Linked DNA regions of Gossypium hirsutum: regions 1 and 3 are each linked to region 2. The links are chromatin contacts, called in public Hi-C maps. All regions are on one chromosome and are shown on one strand. The core of a region is the stretch at or near the end of the contact, and the rest is flanking DNA. Distances in the headings are between cores, read along the strand shown. Region 1 holds the start of LOC107893867 (isopentenyl phosphate kinase). Region 2 holds the start of LOC107920449 (clp protease adapter protein ClpF, chloroplastic). Region 3 holds the start of LOC107893866.

Region 1 (2,770 bases), core at 158-2,657, 260 kb before region 2:
ATAATATATTATTATACATACCAAAAACTCAACATATATTTCTAATGCATTCAAATAACATTAAATAATAAAATTTCAACAAAAAAATATTAAAAATGTAAAAATTTAATGCTGAAAATCTCAAATAAATAATAATTACATAAAAAGTCTTAAAAATAAGAAAATGATTTTTAATATTAATTAAGTAAAAAAAACAAATAATAATTATAAAAAATTAGAAAACGATCACATATGTTTTGCCATATCATTTCAGTATTTAATATTTTTTATAACTAATTAAGTAAACAACAAATAAATGAATAATAATTAAAAAGAAAAAAAGCCACAACACATCTAGCTATTACCTTTCTTTCCAACACAAAATCTCCAAAATCCTCAACTGCCAATCTCTTTTTTCTTTTTTCAACACAAACAAGAAGGGGACCATGTGGGCTTATATATATATATAGGGCTAAGGGAAAAAATGGAGAAATGGGGGGCCAATTTTGGGGTTGAGAAGTAGAAAAATAGAGCACCTCGTGACTCTGGTCACGTTTGTCATAGGTAGTCAGATCGGTGTCGCCTGACTGTTAGATCAAACAATTACGGGGTGCTCCATCTTTCTACTTCTCAGCCTCGATTCTCTCCTCTGTTTCTGATGACCAGTCATAAATTTAATTTTTGTTTCAATAGTGGTGCCACTTGACAAAAGCCCTCCACCTCTTAAAATTATTTTTTCAACTAGTATACGACTTGTATTGTAGTCGGTTCTACTTCATACCGGTGCCGTCGTATAGGGTGACATCACCAATAAAAAAATAAATTTTTTTTATTCTACTATGGTCTAATGATGGCCAATTGATGATGGGAAAAAAAATAATGGTGCCGCCACCTTATAAAGCACCACCCATGATCACTATTGCAAATAGACCATTTTAATAAATAAACTCATGAGCATATCATTTAAGGGATTAAATAATTTTTTTTGTATTATTCAAATAAAAAAAATTTATGAATAATTTAGAATAAAATACTCAATCTCATATTTTAAACTTGTCAATAGATGTTAAGTGATTTTGGAATAAAATATAACATTAAGCTAAATTAAAATAGAAAGAATAAATGTTAAGTATGATATAAAGATTAAAAGAGTAGGGAGTCATTACTATTTGTCAAGTTTTATATATTTTTATTTTTTTAATTAATATTTTAATCATCAAATCATCATATATTATATTAAAGGTACTTTATAATTTTAAAAGAAATTATTTTATGTAAAAGATTCAATCATTCGGTAAATATATTAATATATATAATATTTTAGATTAATGAAATGAAGTAGGTATGAAAAGTAGAATTATATTAATAAAATTAATATTAAAATTATTAAAATATTAATTATATATATATATAAAAAAAACCTTAGTGGATTGCTCCTCTCTATTTGAGTTTAATTTTCTTTTATGATGACTGGATTGAAGCCGGTTGAATCGTTATCCCACCTGATTTGGTTCAGCGAATCAAAGTCTGCAGCTTGAGAGAATCATTTAACTCTTAGAGTGTCTTGTTTGACCCTACACTGAACAGCATCGTAGATTCGGTCATAACATTAACACCAGTGTAAGAAAAATAGCAACATCAACTCAGAGCGTCGTCAAACAATCCCAAAATGGAAGAAACCAACCTTAACCAAACAATCCGTTGCATCGTCAAACTTGGTCTTTCTCTTTCTCTCAAAGTTCCAAACTTCAACATGTCTTTTTCCACCTCTTCAATTTTCTCTTTTTCTTTTTTGGGTTTAAAACAGGAGGAGCAGCAATTACTTGTAAAAATGAGCTAGAGAAGATCAATGAAGAGAATCTGGAAACAGTTTCGTCCCATTTGAGACAAGCAATGAATCTGGGTTCTTGCTCAACGCAAGTTGTGGGGATGGATTGGAGTAAAAGAGATGCGGTTTCGGATATTTCTTCTAGTTTATGTGATTTTGGTGATCAGTGTCAGTTCAACGTTGATTTCAGCAGATTTGTTGTCGTTCATGGTGCAGGTGAGCTTTGATTATGTTTTTAATTTCTGGGTTTTCTTTTGTGATAATTGGTCCCCTTTCGATATTTGATGTAGAAAGAAATGGAATTACTGATTTACGTTTTCCATTTGTAGGTTCATTTGGGCATTTTCAGGCGAGCAAATCTGGGGTTCATAAAGGGGGATTGAATCAACCTCTTGTCAAGGCTGGTTTCGTTGCAACTCGAATTTCTGTAAGATATGGCGATTGAAGTTTTTAAGTATATAGAAAAACATTCCATTTGAATTTTGCTTTGGTTTATCAATCATGGTTTATGCAATCCATTGATTTGCTTATGAAAAAAAATCGACTACTAAGCAAAACTGCAATTGAAGCTTCACTTAGTTCATTTGTAGCACTTGCAGTGATCTTACAGATTATTGAGGAAAATAAACCCCTTTTCGCATTTGGTACTTAATGTTTTTCGGTGTGGTTTCTTTCCAGGTCACGACTCTTAATCTTGAAATTGTTCGAGCACTAGCCAGAGGTATCGATCTCTAATTTGTTAAGACTAACAGATGTAGCTGACAATATTCATTCAATGTGCTAGATCTATTTGTGTTCCGTGTTGCTGCTTCAATTGTGAGATTAGCCTTGATTATTTCTAATTTTCAAAATAGAACTTATTTCAATGCGTTTGAGTTTACACATATAGAATGTTAGATTTTGTCTTAAGAATACCAGAATTTCAGGAAACACAGACTGTTAATTCGTTTAAGTTATCATTTG
Region 2 (2,960 bases), core at 97-2,596:
AGCACTCAAGTGTATCTAAATAAAAAATAAAAAAGAAGATACTCCAAATCCTCAATCTCTCATAAAAATCAATACTCTGCACTATAAGAAGAGTGCATATAACATAAGCGAGGGACCTCACCGTAGACGCACAAGACTTAGTGCCTTATCTTGAGCTTCACTCTTTGAGGACAAACCTCTTTTTGCTTCTTGCTGCTTGAGGATTTCTGCTTCAACCTTCATAGCAGAACACTTGTTAATGAAAAGACACTTACGTACACATGTCTCAGCTCCATTTTTTATGAACAAACTTGGATACACATTGTACCAACCAAGCTTACATAAATTCATGATACTAAATAATGAAATAAAGAACTGATGCATGCAAAATGAGTACAAAGAAAACTAAAAATCTACCATAGTAATCATTTCATTAACAACTAATAGCCAGTGGAAAGCTTCCAAAAGAGTCCAACAATTAATATCAGGTCTTCTAAGTTCTAACCTCAGTAAGCTTGTTTCTAAGTTGCTGTGCAAATTCATATTCTTCCAAGTTCAAAGCACGCTGCAAATCCACAGAAAAACAACATAAAAAATGACCGAATCCTATAAACTGAGAGATAAACAGAAATAACTATTAATAAAAGATAAAATTCATATCATAGATGAAAAAAAAACACAAGCTCACATCACCAAACCTGAACTTGAGTAGCCAAGTCTAATTGGAAAAAGAAAATCAGTATATCTTCATTAGCAGTCTCACTACGCTCTGAGCTTGCACCCAATTCCCGGTCACCTCCTTTAAACGGCCAACCAACTTTAACCCCAAAGTTCCTTTTCTTCATCAAATTGGGATTGCCATTAAAGTAAAAACTTGGTACATACCCATGCCAGAAATATTGTCTACTAATCCCATATTTCATATGACCTTTTCCAATTATCTCAAATTGCCGCCTCCCGCCTACTTCTGTTCCATAAATAGCCGTGTTTCCAGAGGTTGTTAAAGTACTGCTTAATGAAAGGGTCTGCACCATTTTTCTTGGAAAACAAAATGATTTTTTTTCCTCTTTCTTGATTGAAACCAACTAAAATGAAATTCTGGGCATTTAATTTCGTCCTCACAAAATTAATTTCAGGCTTTTTATATCAAAAAGAAAAAGGAGAAACTTCATTAATTTCAGGCTTTCAGCGACTCAGATGAAGGGAAGGGGAGAATTAAAAATAAACAAAAATAAAAATAAAGATAAAAAAAATTATATGCAATCTGTGGATTACAGGATCGAGTGTGTTATTGAACAGAATCCTGACACGTAAGATTCCTTAGGCCCGATAGGCCAGCAACCAACTTGGATCATTTCTTGCCTCTGTTACTGGGCTGGAGCAAAGAAATATTGATTCTATTTTATTCAAAATAAATTATATTTTTTTGATTATTTTTAAATGTATTTGATTCAAATTGGATTTCTGTTTACAGGTTGAATTTTATTTTTACTTAATTTATAATTTCTTAGTTTTATAGTGCAAAAATAAATATTTATATTTTAAATGAGTGAAAATAACTTTAAAATGCTTTTTAAAAAAAATAAAAATAAAAAACGACAGATTTGAACGGTAATGATTCATTTAAAAAATGAAGTACAAATTAGAATTCAAAGCTCAACACTTACAATCTGATCTGTCTAAAGTCGACCATGTCCATAATCGACAGATTCAAAACCCCGACAATCCCTTCCCCTCTTTAAAACATGCCAAGAAAGAGTCCACTTTCTCAGGATGTAGTGCAACATGTTGAAATCAAATAGAAAAGCTCACATCACCATGAAATATATATTATTAACAAACATATCATTGCTCAAAAAATAAAACGAAAAAAAAAGAAACATATCTACATGAAAAACCAAACACAACCAACCCACTACCTGCCTACAAATACAAGGTGATGAGGAAATCAAACCAAGAATTACTGGCTTTCATCAACTCTGAAACTGTGTATTTAAATGTTCTATGGTCGATGATATATGTATTTCGTTCGAGGGTCTACAATAAGACCCTTTCCACCGTTCACTTCTATATCGTGCCTGCAATATCAGTGTTAACCAAATGCTTAGAATCATTTCTATCAACATACAATATAACTAAGCTGAATCATGAAAAAAAACTGTTGGATAACTTGATTGGATTGTAGGACTGCATAAGAACATCCATTGCCAAAAGACTATAAATGATGCTATGTTTCGTTTTATATGATAAAAGGATAAAACTAGAACACTCAACTGAAACACGAAATCAGGGATGGTCAACTGCTCGCGAGGAACATATTTGAATAGCTGCAGAAGCCTATCAACATATACCACTTTCTTCCACACCTGTATATCATTTCCAAGAACATCAAGTTACCAAGATTCCTCAGCAGTAACATCAGTCTTCAAATGAGAGAAATAGTTAAGACTTAAGACATACCACCTTATCCACGAACATTTGCAGAGCAAAAATTGCAGTCTTCAAGTGAAATGTAGGATGGAGAACATATATTGCCTTTGCAAAACATGTAAAATGATAAAATAACTATTGTTGTGTATGAATACTAAAAACATTAGGAATAGAAAGTGCCTACATACATGCAGGTTACGTTGGTGTTTCCGACCAAGTATTTGCTGTAATCTTCTCATCCATCCCAAGTCTGGTTGGCTGGTTATACCAGAACGCGAAAAAAAAAAAATGTCACATGAGCAGGGAATAAAAATTCACATCGAATTTAACCATAACCAAGAACGGTTTGTATTAATTAAATCAAAATTTCCTAACCAACATTTTATTTTCCCAAGACAAGGCACAACCTTCTTGTTTGTTTTCATTGCTTTGAGTTATGCAATTTTGCTTGTGATTTTGTCAATGTCTAGGAATTGTTCTAATATTAGAAAATATTACATGCAACATCAGTGAACAAGTTGTATGAGGAGCTCGAAGATTGACTAGCTATC
Region 3 (2,770 bases), core at 176-2,675, 160 kb before region 2:
TTGTTGAAAACCCATTTTGCCTTCTCTTCAACGGTGTTTGAGAAAGTCTGCAGAAATTAACATTTCAGAGAAACTGAAAGGTAAAGGAGCATGAACTATAAATATACAAATGGACATTCGAAATCATGTTTCAATGTCTATTAGCATTAGTACTCTTCTTTAAAAGTTCAACTCAGTGATGGCTTTTCCCAACTATATACTGATAAGATAAAACTAATTTAAACATCAGGTCTAAGGTGGTCTTTTGGTACTAGATAACTACAGTAATGCTAATGCAATGAAAGGACGATACTTAAAAACATCCATTGTTGAACCAAACCTTTGTCCTAAAACTCTAGAATAAATTTGAAATGTTTCCACATGTCTAAGACAAACATATATGATAATTTGAAATCAGGGGGAATCCCACACAGAAGTACAAGAAATTGAGCAAAAATCAAATCACTTGCAATACTATCTTCCAAGACAAAATGCAATCTTTATCATCTGAAATGAAGAAATGAATGTCCTACACATAAATCTTATCACAAAAATACATTTTCATCTCAGCCAAACATTTTATTTTTTTACAAATATGTTTATGTTTTGTTCATAACCCCATCTCTGAAATCAGTACTTTTTTGCTTAAAAGTAAAACCCCACAGATCTTGCATTACCTAACAATTCCATTTACTATCAAAAGGTTATCCTTATATCAACCCACATTATAAAATCCATAAACCAAAATACTAATACAAAGAAGAAAAAAGCCAAAAAAAAAAACCCAAAAAAGAAGAGAACTTTACTTACAGTCAGATCTTCAGTGATGTTTGAGAACTCTTCCTTAGCTTTCTTTGAGATCCATAACCCACCAACTTTCAAGCTCCCAACTTTAGTTAATGCTTTCTCCATTTTCTCCTTGTCTCTGCCTCTCACCAAAAGAGCAAAGCTTTCCCTCTTTTGCTCAGTGAGTTAAAAGAAAGAAAAGCTAAAGATGAAGGAACAAATCCCAAAAGCAACAGACAAATATTCACATGCTAGCTGTACATTGAAGAAGATGAAACAAAAAAGCGGCTGTCTTGTGGGTTGGGATTCTCGACCATTTAAATTTTTGTCAAGGGTGTTTATGTCATTTGAAAAATGACGGTGACAGTGCTATTCTGTTGTCTTTTTCCAGATTTTCTGCTATTTGAAAATTTTTCTGTTAATTTGTACCAATTATCCCATTTTTTTTAAAAAGATATTTTTTCTATTTCTGGAGATAATCTATTGAAAATTACAGAACTGTCCTTAAATGAATTTATTTTGTGGAACACGAAGACTTCAAAGTCACTACTTCAGTCACTTCTCAGCAGCTAAGAAGGTTGAAAATTGGAAAGGAAAAAGGAAAGATGACATTGTGATTGACAGAAGATTATAAAAGTTTTCCAATTTTACTCTTTTTTATGTGCAAGAAGCTTAATAATTGTGCTCTAATATTATAATATAATTAAGCTATGATTAAAACATGAGAGCTGCACATGGTAGGATCAAGATTCATTCATTTTCCAGCTCAAAAGTTGACAATGACAACCATTGTTTTAGAAGAAAGTTTTAAACACTACGTAAATCAAACTAAAATGAGTTTACAAAAAAGAGAAGCTGCCCTTCCTGAACTCAAATGAATGTATTACTAACACAAGCTTGAAGCTCACATTGCTGTTAGATGATCACATAGGAGGGACGAGTTCTTTTTCCGTATTCGAACCCTTTGCCTTCTTGATGAAGAACATTACTGGGTATTTGGAAAGTTGTGCTATAAATTAGAAAACTGAAATTCTGTAGTTTAACATGTAAAAGGTAGTGATGTTCATACACCCTTTGGTTTCCCCTTCCCTTGGTCAGTTGTGAGGGAAACTTTACATTAGTCCAACCGTCGCAACAAGTATTCAACTTGAACTTCCTTTGTTAAGGGCATGATCCAATCTCCGTAGAGATCAGCTACTAAACTTGGCTCGATTTTGTACACAGGATCTGGAACTGCTGCAACACCATTCAGTTGAAAGTTTAGCTCTTGACCATATGTTTTCGTTTTCATATCTACTCTCTTTTTCACTGCTGTTTCCACTGTTTCGTATGTTAGCAACTCCATCAATCGAGACCGGTCCTGTTAGGTGATGTTCCGAAGGCAAAGAGGAAAGGAAGGAAATCTGTTAATTATGAATATGAAGCAGCCTAAACAAAAAGGATGAAGTAGGATAAATGTGAAAGGAACTTCACTTTTGCTCTAATGGCATCCTCATAAGTTTTAGGTGATTCTCGAAATTTCGCCTCTGCTACAAATTTTCCATAGTGAATTCTTTTTGAAAGTGCCTGTAAGGGGAAAAGTTGAAAAATAACCAAGGTTTCCAAAACAAAATTCCTTTAACATGTAAAGATAAATAGAAGCCTCCCTGGGAGGAAATAAAAGGGGCTAAAATTATAATAGGAACAAAGTAAACAAAGGAGACTTATGATGAAAACTAAAGGAAATTCTAAACTATTCCACCCTCCCTAAGAGGAAAGAGAAAGGAGGTTACAATAAAATATCCCATCTTCTCTACTGTTTGAATGTTATCGATGAACAATGATTCACGATTTAAATCCAGATAAGAGCAGCTAAGAATTGATGAAAGGAACAATAGCTTATAAGGCATACCTGCAAGCACATTGTATCGCATACAGCAGTAGACCCACAATTACCATCATCTCCAGCTTTTACCAATCTTGGTAGAAGCTCTGCAAAATACATATTCCAAACCTTATTGTTTAT

Evidence for each region. A called contact is a pair of places that touch in the nucleus more often than the background predicts.
Region 1: a contact with region 2 is called in a Hi-C map of leaf, with 3 times the contacts expected there. The contact joins the promoter of LOC107893867 here to the promoter of LOC107920449 in region 2. A contact is called at or near these places in 2 of 34 Hi-C or Micro-C datasets (both in leaf).
Region 3: a Hi-C map of leaf shows a contact between it and region 2, with 2.5 times the contacts expected there. The contact joins the promoter of LOC107893866 here to the promoter of LOC107920449 in region 2. A contact is called at or near these places in 3 of 34 Hi-C or Micro-C datasets (callus and leaf).

The regions. Positions count from the first base shown.
Region 1 is chrA13:32,907,229-32,909,998 of Gossypium_hirsutum_v2.1, reverse strand. LOC107893867 (isopentenyl phosphate kinase) reads left to right here and starts at 1,407. Exons shown (of 12, transcript XM_016819008.2): 1 at 1,407-1,697; 2 at 1,787-2,023; 3 at 2,137-2,234; 4 at 2,486-2,528. The coding sequence starts at 1,649.
Region 2 is chrA13:32,651,195-32,654,154 of Gossypium_hirsutum_v2.1, reverse strand. It overlaps LOC107920449 (clp protease adapter protein ClpF, chloroplastic), which reads right to left and starts at 1,346. Exons shown (of 8, transcript XM_016850179.2): 1 at 678-1,346; 2 at 485-544; 3 at 122-216. The coding sequence starts at 1,013. LOC121212699 (protein GDAP2 homolog) reads right to left here. Exons shown (of 15, transcript XM_041086008.1): 12 at 2,598-2,667; 13 at 2,443-2,514; 14 at 2,254-2,345; 15 at 1,598-2,057. The coding sequence ends at 1,982.
Region 3 is chrA13:32,811,871-32,814,640 of Gossypium_hirsutum_v2.1, reverse strand. It overlaps LOC107893866, which reads right to left and starts at 1,425. Exons shown (of 3, transcript XM_016819007.2): 1 at 790-1,425; 2 at 1-47. The coding sequence starts at 891. LOC107893865 (chorismate mutase 3, chloroplastic) reads right to left here. Exons shown (of 6, transcript XM_016819006.2): 4 at 2,657-2,770; 5 at 2,239-2,331; 6 at 1,504-2,125. The coding sequence ends at 1,883.